Regions from separate parts of the Sus scrofa genome. Here regions 2, 3 and 4 are each linked to region 1. A link is a contact called in public Hi-C and HiChIP or PLAC-seq data. All regions are on one chromosome and are shown on one strand. The core of a region is the stretch at or near the end of the contact, and the rest is flanking DNA. Distances in the headings are between cores, read along the strand shown.

The links. A called contact is a pair of places that touch in the nucleus more often than the background predicts. HiChIP or PLAC-seq counts read pairs in DNA pulled down with a chosen protein or histone mark.
Region 2: a Hi-C map of liver shows a contact between it and region 1, with 6 times the contacts expected there. The contact joins the enhancer-like site here to the promoter of JUN in region 1. A contact is called at or near these places in 1 of 5 promoter capture datasets (liver), 5 of 47 Hi-C or Micro-C datasets (embryonic fibroblasts, fetal heart ventricle and liver) and 1 of 2 datasets of contacts at active chromatin or transcription factors (alveolar macrophages).
Region 3: a contact with region 1 is called in an H3K27ac HiChIP or PLAC-seq map of alveolar macrophages. The contact joins the promoter of FGGY here to the promoter of JUN in region 1. A contact is called at or near these places in 3 of 5 promoter capture datasets (fetal liver, fetal skeletal muscle and liver), 15 of 47 Hi-C or Micro-C datasets (alveolar macrophages, embryonic fibroblasts, fetal heart ventricle and 9 more) and 2 of 2 datasets of contacts at active chromatin or transcription factors (alveolar macrophages and skeletal muscle).
Region 4: an H3K27ac HiChIP or PLAC-seq map of skeletal muscle shows a contact between it and region 1, with 6 times the contacts expected there. The contact joins the enhancer-like site here to the promoter of JUN in region 1. A contact is called at or near these places in 2 of 5 promoter capture datasets (fetal skeletal muscle and liver), 3 of 47 Hi-C or Micro-C datasets (embryonic fibroblasts, heart right ventricle and skeletal muscle) and 2 of 2 datasets of contacts at active chromatin or transcription factors (alveolar macrophages and skeletal muscle).

The regions. Positions count from the first base shown.
Region 1 is chr6:153,684,819-153,687,829 of Sscrofa11.1, forward strand. It overlaps JUN (Jun proto-oncogene, AP-1 transcription factor subunit), which reads left to right and starts at 1,607. Exons shown (of 1, transcript NM_213880.1): 1 at 1,607-2,817. The coding sequence starts at 1,785. The coding sequence ends at 2,792.
Region 2 is chr6:153,195,043-153,198,053 of Sscrofa11.1, forward strand. FGGY (FGGY carbohydrate kinase domain-containing protein) reads right to left here. Exons shown (of 16, transcript XM_021097811.1): 2 at 2,557-2,714. Among named protein-coding and RNA genes, the nearest start is that of FGGY, 17 kb to the right of the region's middle. Within about 2 kb of position 1,564, at least 8 of the 83 cell types and tissues checked have an H3K27ac peak or open chromatin away from gene starts, as enhancers often do. A contact at or near this core is called in liver, where this site is marked.
Region 3 is chr6:153,211,752-153,214,762 of Sscrofa11.1, forward strand. FGGY (FGGY carbohydrate kinase domain-containing protein) reads right to left here and starts at 1,428. Exons shown (of 16, transcript XM_021097811.1): 1 at 1,304-1,428. It overlaps LOC102165506 (a long non-coding RNA gene), which reads left to right and starts at 1,501. Exons shown (of 4, transcript XR_002345481.1): 1 at 1,501-1,671; 2 at 2,181-2,241.
Region 4 is chr6:153,390,935-153,393,945 of Sscrofa11.1, forward strand. All of the region lies in intron 3 of LOC102165506 (a long non-coding RNA gene), which reads left to right. Among named protein-coding and RNA genes, the nearest start is that of FGGY, 180 kb to the left of the region's middle. Within about 2 kb of position 1,502, at least 16 of the 83 cell types and tissues checked have an H3K27ac peak or open chromatin away from gene starts, as enhancers often do. A contact at or near this core is called in skeletal muscle, where this site is marked.

The DNA of each region.
Region 1 (3,011 bases), core at 357-2,856:
AAGCTGTGAACCCCGCGCGCTTTCTCCCATGGTCTGGAGGGTGAAGTAGGGGCGCGGCAGGGACTTAGATGAACACCCAGTTTCAAGCAATGCAAATCACTCGGCTTCCAGACAGCGCCGCGAACAGTCGCTCTTGAACTTGACCGGGAGACAAATTTCGGAGAGTTCTCAACGTGGGGGGCCGACTCTCCTAAACTTCAGCCCACTTTCACTCGCCCCCACAAGGGCCTTAACAGAGCCACCTTAAGGGCGGTGCTCCCGCCCCCCGGAAATGCGGGGGGGGGCAGGGACCTGGGCGCTTAGCCCGCCCCCTCCCCCCCGCGCGGCGGCGAAGTGCCCGCAGATGACATCGACCCCCTCAGTGACACCCGCCCAGCCCACTCAGGCCGAGCCATCGGGCCCGGTTCCCCAGCCTTCCGGGTCCCCGCATCCCCTGCCTTCCCTGAACTTGAGCCCGCCTCCTTCAGAGGCTGCGAGCCGCCGCCGGAGTCCGCCCAGCTTGCGGCAGCCACCGTCACTAGACAGTCAAACCCCAAGACGTCAGCCCACAATGCACCGGGCGGGCCAGGAAAGACGCGCCGAGGAGGGGAGGGGGAAGAGAGAGGCGCTAGTCGCGAGGAGAGGAGGGAGGGGAGGCAAAAGAAGGGCCCAACTGTAGGAGGGCAGCGGAGCATTACCTCATCCCGTGAGCCTCCGCGGGTCCAGAGAAGAATCTTCTAGGGTGGGGTCTCCATGGCGACGGGTGGGCCCGCCCTCCTGAGAGCGACAAGAGCCAATGGGAAGGCCTTGGGGTGACATCATGGGCTATTTTTAGGGGTTTACTGGTAGCAGATAAGTGTTGAGCTCCGGCTGGATAAGGGCTCAGAGTTGCACTGAGTGTGGCTGAAGCAGCGAGGCGGGAGTGGAGGTTCGCCGATTCAGGCAGGCAGACAGGCACCGTCAGTCGGGGCGGACTGCAAATCTTATTTTCTTTTCCATTTTCTCTCCCACGACCCGGAGCTAACGCCTGTGGCTCCCGGGCTGGTGTTTTGGGGAGTGCCGGGAGATCCCCTTCTCCAGCCGCCCCCAGGCGGAGAGCCCCGCTGCGCGGGCGCTGCTGACAGCTCGGAGAGCGGCCACTGTCCGCACGGGGAAGTCCGGAGACCAGCTGCAGCGGCGAGAAGTTTCCCGGCAAGGAGGACAGGGGACAAGTGGCCGCCGGGTCCCGGAGCGAACTTTCGCAAAGCTTCTCTCCGCCCGAAGCTGCCGCAGAGGCGGTAAAGAAAAGGAGGCGGTGGAGTGAGGAGGACGTGCGCTCCGCTCCGCTCGCACCGGTTGCTGAACTTGGGCGAGCGCGACCCGCGGCTGCCGGGCGCCCCCTCCCCCTCGCAGCGGAGGAGGGGACAGTCGTCGGAGTCCGGGCGGCGGAGACCCGCCGCGGGCAGGCCACCGCGGGCTTTGCGCTGCCTGCCTCCGCCTGGAAGCGAGTTCGTCCGCGGGCTCCGAGGAACCGCTGCTCCCGAGAGCTCACCGTGAGTGACCGCGACTTTTTCAAAGCCGGGAAGCGCGCGCGAGCGGACGAGTAAGAGTGCGGGCGGCGTCTCAACCTTGCGATCCCCCGGAGCGAGCTGGTGAGGAGGGCGCAGGGGGGAGGCCAGCCGGCGGGGGCGCGCGCTCTTAGAGAAACTTTCCTCGCTCACGGCCCCGGGAAGCGCGGGTGTCCCCCGTTTGCCAGCGCGCTGTTGCGGCCCCGAAACTTCTGCGCGCAACCCAAACTCACCCCACGTGAAGTGACGGACTGTTCTATGACTGCAAAGATGGAAACGACCTTCTACGACGATGCCCTCAACGCCTCGTTCCTCCAGTCCGAGAGCGGTGCCTACGGCTACAGTAACCCCAAGATCCTGAAGCAGAGCATGACCCTGAACCTGGCTGACCCGGTGGGCAACCTGAAGCCGCACCTACGGGCCAAGAACTCCGACCTCCTCACCTCGCCCGACGTGGGGCTGCTCAAGCTGGCGTCGCCCGAACTCGAGCGCCTGATAATCCAGTCCAGTAACGGGCACATCACCACCACGCCGACCCCTACCCAGTTCCTATGCCCCAAGAACGTGACTGACGAGCAGGAGGGCTTCGCCGAGGGGTTCGTGCGCGCGCTGGCCGAACTGCACAGCCAGAACACTCTGCCCAGCGTCACGTCGGCGGCGCAGCCGGTCAGCGGGGCGGGCCTGGTGGCTCCGGCGGTAGCTTCAGTGGCGGGCGGCAGCGGCAGCGGCGGCTTCAGCGCCAGCCTACACAGCGAGCCGCCAGTCTACGCTAATCTCAGCAACTTCAACCCCGGCGCGCTGAGCAGCGGCGGCGGGGCGCCCTCCTACGGCGCGGCGGGCCTGGCCTTTCCCGCTCAGCCCCAGCAGCAGCAACAGCAACCACCGCAGCCGCCGCACCACCTGCCCCAGCAGATCCCCGTGCAGCACCCGCGGCTGCAGGCCCTGAAGGAGGAGCCGCAGACGGTGCCCGAGATGCCCGGGGAAACCCCGCCCCTGTCTCCCATCGACATGGAGTCGCAGGAGCGGATCAAGGCGGAGAGGAAGCGCATGAGGAACCGCATCGCTGCCTCCAAGTGCCGGAAAAGGAAGCTGGAGAGGATCGCCCGGCTGGAGGAAAAAGTGAAAACCTTGAAAGCGCAGAACTCGGAGCTGGCGTCCACCGCCAACATGCTCAGGGAACAGGTGGCCCAGCTTAAACAAAAAGTCATGAACCACGTTAACAGTGGGTGCCAACTCATGCTAACGCAGCAGTTGCAAACGTTTTGAGGCGAGACTGTTGGGGGCTGAGGGGCAATGGAGAAAAAAAAAAAAATAGCAGAGAGACAGACTTGAGAACTTGACAAGTTGCGAGAGAGAGGGAGAAAAAAAAAAGAAGTGTCGGAGGACTAAAGCCAAGGGTATCCAAGTTGGACTGGGTTGCGTCCTGACGGCGCCCCCAGTGTGCACGAGTGGGAAGGACTTGGCTCGCCCTCCCTCGGCGCGGAG
Region 2 (3,011 bases), core at 314-2,813, 490 kb before region 1:
CTCATTCCTGGCTACAACTTTCCAAGATTATTCTAGACACTGCAAGGAGAACCGGGTGGCGGTGGGGGGGACATAGGGAATGAAGACTCTATACAAACATTCTGGCCCACACAGACCTGGCTGGCCATCATCCAGGCTTCTCTGGCCAGCTTCAGTGACAAGAGAGTCCCCCTGGGGGCTGACCCAGCCCCTCAGGCCTGGCTCCTTCAGTGTTGACTCTCTCGTGCCACCCACCACCCAGCCCACCTGATTTATTCCCAGTCAAACCCAAAGAGGCAGATTTCTACTCTGCAGCTGACCCAGGGCTTACTCCAGCTCTGGGTTGTGGACCCATCACTTGGCTAAACAGGAAAGAACCCACTCTTCAGAAGAACCCCACCCCCTCCCTGGATAGAAAGTAGAGCTTTGCCAGTAGACAGTTAACTCCACTGCTGCTGGACCACAGATGAATCCCTGGTGCCAGCACAGTTTCTGGCACAGAGCACGAACTCACCAAGTCTCTGGGACTCAGCGGATACCTTTATAACCTACCTTTAGGTAAATAATAAAAGGTACAAATTTGCTGTGTATCCAATGCTCCACTAACCACCTTGCTTACATTTCTAATCCACTTTTTATCCTGATACCAACCCTGGATGATAATTACCGTTACATCCCCATCTTACTGATGCAGAAAATGAGTTCTAGACGGGTAAAGCAACTCGCTCTAATGTCGTACAACTAGCGAGTCACAGAGGTGACAGCAATCTCATTCCCTCTGGTCCAGCATCCCTACCTGTCCTTAGAACGCTCTACTGCCTGTTACCCTCCATTTTATTAAACGCCTATTTGCCAAGGGCTCTGCTAGGTGTCCCTGCCTACTTTGGCTACAACTGGCTAACTCAGGACACCTGCCACCTGTAGAGACTGACCCACTCCTACCTAGGCTCCTACCTACTTCTCTCTGGCCCCCTACCCATTTCTAGACCATACGACCAAGACATCCATTGGGAAGAGAATCAGACCCAGGGGATCAGGGTGTTACATTCGCCCTGCACCGTTCACACACAGCTCCCAGTTCATGTTTCTGTAAGAAACAGATCCTAATTAAATAGTTCAGGTTCACCGTGTTTCCCATTACTATCGTTTTCAGCGATCGCTTTATGATTGTTTCCACACCTGGGCTCTGAAAGCAGGGAAGCAGAGAAGTTCAAACCCTCGGGCAGCTACCCTGAAACTTGACCCCGTGAGTTATAAAAACTCTGCCAGAGGATTTTCTGCAACTCAGATTCTTTGTCGATCCCTCTGTGCCCTTTGTTCCTGGGTCATGAGTCCTCGCTGCTGTGTCCTAGATGCCAAACTGTGTTCCAGTTCCTCTTGGCCTCAAAAAATAAAGTAACTGCAAAATGGAAAACATTATTCCTTTTTCTGTTTTTTTTTTAAAAAAAAGGATTAGGATCCTTGTGCATGTCTGGCGCTTTCATACATTTGTTCATCTCTTCTGACTGAAATTCAATCAAGCTGATAAACCTATCAGCATTTTATACCTCAGACGGATGGGGGAATTTACCCCAAGTGACACAAAGAGTAAACAAGAGCAGCACCTGGACTTGAACCCTGGCCTCTTAAGGCACGTTTAGGGCTCTTTCCACACACCAGCTTAAAAATGAAAACAGAATCCTTCAACCACTTCTTCAACAACAACAACAAAAGCAGCAACAATAGCATTTATTAAGCTATGCTCTGCCAGTCACCCACCTGATTCTGTAATTTTCACTTCGTCCTCGTGACAACCCTGTGAGGTAGGCACTATGAGCCCATTTTCCAGGTAAGGGGATTGAGGTTCTCCGCAATAAAGCTATTTAAGGCCACAGAGCACAAAATCAGAGAAGCTGGGGCTCCAGGCTAGGACAGTGGGGCTCCGGAGCCTGATTTATGAGTGGTGATGGTCAGAAGGTTGGTCCCAGCTCATTCATTTCAGGCGGAGATCAATTCTCTAAAAGGAAAAACAACTGATGGGGATCTGGGGAGGCAGGTCAGACCGAGAAAGAAGGACATGGACTGGGGAGGCCAAGAGAAAGAAAAGCTACAGAGAGAAATTCAAGCGGCCTGCACACATGTCCAGAGCCTTACCTAACTTCTCAGTCGACTGAAGGCTCCGAAGGGCAGGAACGGCCTCCCGGCCAAGTCCCCAGCACGGACTGGACTGGTTTTTAGCCCCTGTTCATGATCAAAAGACTGCTCTTGTGATAAATATTTACGTGGTTCATTAAATGATAGCCTGTCCAAATATTATTAGAAATGTGCCACAGGAAACCACAGGCTTCACGGCTGAGTCTTCAACAAATGTGCAAGCTGATCAGAGGAAGCGTGAGAAAAGGGAAGAGGGTCCCAGAGAGGCAGGTCTCTGCAAAACTATTCACGGGATCCTAAGGAGAGATCCTGCTGCAGAGACGGCGCTGAAAACCAATCTCCAGGGGCTGTTCTGCTATATTCTCCTCCTCTTTTCCTCGAAATGACCAAATAGCAATAACATTGTTTCCTAAGCCTATAACCCTCCCGAGTGAATGAGCTTACCTGCAGTCCTATTTCCGAAAGAGCCACTCCTCCAGGACTGTCGGGACAGCGTCTCGGGGATCTGGGAGGAAGCTCAATATCCTCTCTCTGCTTTGATCTCTGGCTTTGGCTGGGAACCCAGGTACACGCGTCCCACACAATTCATTTACTTAGTTATACTGCAGTCAGGGGGTTGGGAAGTTTGGGAAGAAAAAGATAAAAGCAATGAGTATGCTGGTCCACTTCAGTCTCCTTAACAACAAGAATTAAATACCACTTTAAACAACTCCCACATGTTGTAAGATGGAAAGAAAGTTTGGGAAGGGAAGGAAGGAGATAATCTGGCAATAACCTGGTTCTCCATTGGCTTTTCCAAAAAATACACATTGGAGGAAAAGTACAGGTACTTGACAGGTACTTCTCTTAAAGTTAAAGGCTGTCTCCTGAGGCTGCAGTCTCATAGTATTTGAACAATT
Region 3 (3,011 bases), core at 178-2,677, 470 kb before region 1:
ATTGACTGTGATTTGAACTAAGTGAAAGGTTAGGGAAAGGGAACCAGATTCCAGGAAAAGACAAGGCCCACAGAAAAAATTAACACAGCTTGGAAAAAGGCCCAGTCTCCTCCCAGTAAACTTCTCAGTTTCATCCAGAAAGACACAGATCTCCACTCTCTGGGTTATTCCCTTCTCCCAAAACTTCCAAATCCATCAGGGAGGCTCCCAATCTCCCTCCCCCTCAAAATCAATCTCCAGGCCCTCTCAGCCTCTCTGGTTCCTTAATCATCCTTAACAAGAGTTCGCTGGGCCTCCTCAGCTGGCCCCTCCAAGAGCCAGGCCTGTGGCCACTAGGTCAAAAGCCAAGCACAGGGCCTAATTAACAGGAGACTCCCAGAAGACCAGGAGGCAGTCAGCAGGCTGGAAGACCCAGCTGGCAACTTACAAAGCACAATTTCAGGATAGAAGGTGGATCACAGCAAAGAAGAGAAAAGCAAGCAAAACAAAACAAAGCAAAACTACCGTCTAACAGCCAGGAACTAAGAGAAAGCTTGCCTTCTTTCTTATGGATTCAAAAGCATAATCACTTCCTTCTGATATCACTTTAAAAATTAACCTAAGGATGACTGCTTTCCCAGATCTTGAAAATGACTTGACTCTTTACAAACGAAATTAGTTACAACATGAGAAGTGCTTTAGTGGAAAATAGCCAATGATTAGGGAAATGCCCCATTTTGCATGTTGTTCATCCTTAAAAAAAAAAAGGAAATTAATAAAAATGGAAAGATACCTCTAGGCCTTTCCTATGCAGTTTAACTATAGACAAAGAGCATTACACCATCTAAATTAAACTGCACCTCAAACATAATCACAAGCAGCACTAGCCTTAAAAGGCTTTAGGTGGCCAGCCTGGGATTAAAAGGCTCAAAAATGCCTAGGGAAACATTCTAAAATAAGATGTGGGGGGTGGGGAGAGGTGTGATAAAGATAGGAAATTAACCTAGTTAACTGGACAGTGAGGGCAAAGGACCCCAGGTTTCAGAAAGCTCCTAGGCAGTGTTGAGGGTGCAGTCAAGGCTGACCCTTCTCTTGAGTGGCCTGACGCCTCACCAAGGAGTGGACACTGGGGACTCAACAAGAGCCAAAGCACGACCAGCACTAAGACTTAAGCGGCCAGAGGAGGAAGAGGAGGCGCCGGCTGCGGGAAAAGGGAGGGAGGCTTCGGCCCAGCGCTCTCAGGCTAGAGAACCGGCTCGCTGTGAGCCTGAGCAACCGCTAAAGCCCCTGATGCACACGTGGGACCGAGAGGAGGATCACTTACTTGTCCAATCTGAAATTACATTTTTAGTTAACAGGGCTCTGCAGCTTACCGCACCGAGCCGCACCGCGCCTGGGCTGGGCGGTCCGGGAGGCGGCTGTGGCCCCTCCCCCTGCCCCGCCCCCTAAGGCCGCGGCCCCTGTAAAGCGCGCCCCGATTGGCTCTTTGAACCAGGCCCCGGATTGGTCGGTGCCTGCCCGCCGTCGCCTCGTGCTGTGCTGCGTCGGCTGGGAGCTAGGTCCGCAGCCTCCGCCCGGATCTTCCCGCTTTCCCGGATTTTCAAAGGCCCAAAGTGGCCGCTGCCCTCTCAGTGTCCTGCTCTGGGGGCTCTTCTCCAAGAACTCGCCCACGCAAACTCTCAGCAGCCTCTGGTGGGTGTGTGTGTCCAATGTGTATCATGTTAACTTCTCAACCATATACTGAGTACCCGAACTCTTGCAGACAGGTGTTAAAATAATTAATAATATTTATTGAATGCTTACTTTGTGCCAGGTCTTGCTCCTGATACTTCACGTGAATTTATTCATCTAGTTTTGTGACCCAACCCTCTGAAGAGGTGTCAGGCTTGTAAATCTGCAAAACAGATGGGTCCCAGCCTTCAAGGCAGTTACAAGCTGATGGGTCCCGGACACTCTATCTCACGTAATCTTCACGTCTTTATGTTTCCAGTAAGCTAGGTATCGTTTGTCCCTGTTTTGACGCTCTACAGATGCAGAGCGTCAGACACGTTTTTTAGCTTGTTTTGTGATACACAGTAAAAGGAAAGTAGATTCCAACGTGAGCTGAGCTGAGCCAGATCTTTTAAAAAGGCAGGTTCCTAGGCTGATGGGACTGAGATATGGAAGATAGTTTAACAAATCCAAACTCTTTATTTTCCTAGAAAAGGAGACTGAGGTGCAGTAAAAGGAAGTGGTTTTCAAAGGACACATCGGTTATGAGAGGTAAGCCTAGGTAATAACTGATTTCACTGAACGGGACTCTATGCCATGTGCATGAAAGTCACTCTACTTTCCTCATAACAACCCCAAATGCGTGCTTTTATCCTGGTCTTACAGGTGAGGATTCTGGCTCATTGAGGCCAGGGCCACATGATTAATTGCATCTGCTAGAAGTCCTAGTTTGGGGTTGCCAGAGAAAGAAAGTTTCCTCTATCCTTGTAGGTTTTTCTGGCTGGTCTAAGAATTGAATTGACATGTTGATTCATGTTAAGACATGTTAATGGGAGAAAATCAAATAATGTTTAATAACTTGTATACATAGGAGAAACCTAGAAAAACAGAGTCTCTCCGTAAAACCATCTTCAGCTAAAGACAAAAGAAGGAGGTTAGGGATAGTGGTTTGGGTCTTCAAAGAGGAGGAAGGCAATTCACATAGAGATGGAAAAGCAAATTTTGGTAAACAGATGTTTGTTGAGTCAAGCAGAGATAGTGGGACACGAAGAAGAATTAAAAACAAACAAAAGAAGACCTTAGGTTCCTCCCAGGCTACCACACCTAGTTCATACTGCAGTTATCTATGATGATAACTCTTCCTGGAAGAGGTCTTCTAACTATTCTTTAAGCAGCTAAGGGGAACATCACAGTTTCTGCCTGAGTCTTTTGGACTATGATTGTTTTCAGCTCAAAATAATTCTCATGCCAAAGAGACATTTTGGGGTGGCAAGTTTTGCTCCCCTACAGGGTCATTTTTCTTCTACACCATGATCGTTCCC
Region 4 (3,011 bases), core at 252-2,751, 290 kb before region 1:
AAGACTCCTTCCAGTGCTAACTATAAACAGAACACCTGAATTGACCCCTCAAACGTTGTGCAACCTCTATAGGTTCTGTAGTTATGGTGAAAAGCTGTGGGGCCACATAGCACTGAGGTCAGTAGGGGATACACAGTAGATCTTGGATCTACCTATAGTCCACTGTGAGTTCTTAGGAAGACGCTTACCTTTATAGGTCTGGATACTTTTGTTTGCAAAATGGGAAGATAATGTGTATTGTTGCTTTTTTTTTTTTTTTTGAAGTTGTTTTTGGTGTTGTTAACGATTTCTTGAGTTCTGACCACGTGCCAGACACTCTGTTTTACATCTCTTCCTTAATTAAATCCTTACAGCCAGTCTGTGAATTATGTGTGATCATTTCCTTTTCACAGAGTAGACCCAGAAAACAGGAGAACCTTGCTCAGGGACTCCCAGCCAAACAGTGGCAGAACTGGGATTCGGGCATTCTCACTTGCCCCAAATCCAGTGCTTTTTCCTTTAGAACCTAGGGCTCTCCAGCCTGCCTGCAGAACCCAGAATGGAAATCATAAATAAGCTTTTATATGGGAGAATGTTTCGAAAAATATAAAATGCCCTAGAAAGATCAGGGGTTTAAAACATAATCATTGACTACTCATCTTCAAAAACATTCATTGGTTCTTTATGTCATTTCATCAGAATTGCCCTTCCACATTTGGGTGGATGCTGTGTTAAACCACCCAGATCCCCTTTGGCTGAAGAACTGGTCATTAAAGACTCCAGCTGCTGGGAGTGCCATGGGCAGACAGACAGCCCTCACAGATGCTTCAGCTGTGGAAAACCACTGCCCCCCAGCCGCCCGCAAAGGTCACAGCCCTTCCTGGGGCTGCCCAATCCAGTGACGGCTTGATTCAGGGGTGCTGAGACTTGGTCATCCCGACCTAACTTTCGGCATCTGTGGAGTGCCTTCTCACTTGGCTAGTCCCACTTTTGCCCTTGCCCTCTTCCACAGGTGTTGAACCCAAGGCACTCCCTAAAAACATCCTGTGTCTCTGCCCAACCTCTTAGCACTTCTGGAATCCCTGTGCCTCCAACCTCTCATGTACCAATTCATTGGAAAGAGTTAGAAAAGAGCCAGGTGAGGGGAGAGAGAATCCTTTCATCTAGGGGGCCGGGCGTCATCCCAGAACGTTTCCAGTGATGAAATGTCTGCTCTGTGTGCCCAGACGCAGGATTGGCGCATTCAGAGTGCAAGGCTCCCAAGCCCCCCTCCAGGGGATTCTGGTGCCCACGGAGGTTTGGGAAGCACTGATGCAGACAGCAGTTTCAGGCAGACAGAAGGCACTTATAAGCATGCCAAACAGAGGCCCAGGGATGGGAAGTGATTTGGCAGTAGTCAGGGTAGCAGGGGGGGTGAGAAGCCGCCAAGACTCTCTCCGTTTCAGGGTCCCAGCCCAGGACTCTGCCTGCACTTCCTGAGGCTGGGCCAGGAATCTGCCTGGGCACTGGGGAACCACATACCTCACGCGTGCATCTAATGATTGCTCAGGAAGTGGAGGCTTTGGGGCTGACAAACGCTGCACCGGAAAGGGGAGGGGAGAGCCAACAGGAGGGGGTCAGCCCAGCCAGCTCCCTCCAAGCATTGTCCTTTCCTTCCTCCCACCGGATGCCAGGAGCCCTACAGAAAAGGGATTCATTTGTCTTCATTCCCAGCACAATAACTTGCCACTGGCCTTTCTTGTGGGCCCTTGCTCAGAGCAACAGGATACAGTTGCTGCCAGGAGAGAAGGAAGGAAGGAGGCTGGGAGGAGAGGGAGGTGACAGGAGCTCAGCATCCCCAGGCCCCCAACCTGGACCCCGGACCCTGAAAAGGCCCAGCCCTGTGAGGCCTGGGGCGCAGCCTGGGAACATCTGGGTCCAGCGGGGCCTGGGAGGAGAAACGCTTTCCAGTCACAGGGCAGTCCTTAATCAGATGTAGGCTGAGGGACCGTTAAAAGCTGAGCTCTCCTTTCTGGGTGGCCTTTGTCCAACTTTTATCTTAATCTAGTCTTCTTTGCAAGTTTATCGAAGAAAAAGAAATAGGAAGCTCATCAAGACGGGTCTTCTTTCTTTTTTCCTTTGGTGTTAAAGAAGAATGCATGCTTTGGAGCTTTTTCTTAAGCCCTTTTTATAGTTGAGATTTTTCTGGCGTCACCCCAGACCTATAGCATCAGAAACTCTGGGGGCTGGGGGGAAGGGGCGTAGCAGGAGCTTAGCCATGGCAGAGATGAAGGGTAGTATGGATTGAAGAATTGGAATCAATACTGCAATCTACTGTCCTAGGGATTATCAAAACAATGAACTCAATAAATGTTTAACAAATATTTATTGAACTCTAAGTGTATGCCAAACACTGCCGGGGTAGTACATAGCTAACCCAGCAGGTTACAGTTCAGTAGGTGGCTCAGACAGGTCATAGACAACCAGGAGGGTTCAAATGACTAGTCCAGCCAGTCAGCTGGCTGGGAGTCTGATGGACCCTGGTGAAGAGACCCCCCTCACCCCCACCAGGGACGTGGGAAAGATGAACGTTGGAAAATGGAGTGTAGGGTCACCATCCCTCCAGGGGGACAGTTGCTGAAGAAAGTTGCCCTCTTCTTAGAATAACATTCTAGTCTTGCTGCTAAGACTCTTCGGAGGTGCAAACAAAAAGTCATCACAGTCATTTAAAACATGGGCCCTTCATGTGAACTCCGCTTCCTGTCAAGGAAATCACATACTTCGTTTCTTTAAAACTTAATTTATTTGGATTTCAGCACAGACCCAATTTAGTGATTAGACATGTTTTTCTCTCTCTCACTCCCTCAGTCTCCCCCTCCTTCTCTCCCTTTCTCTCTCTGGCTCCCTCCCTCCCCCTCTCTATCCCCCCCTCTTCCTCTCTCTCTCTCCTCCTCTCTCTCCCCCACCTTCTCTCCCCCCGTCTCTCTCCCTTCTTCTCTCTCTCTCTTTCTCATCCTCCCCCATCTTCTCTGTGTTTCCAATCCATACAGAGA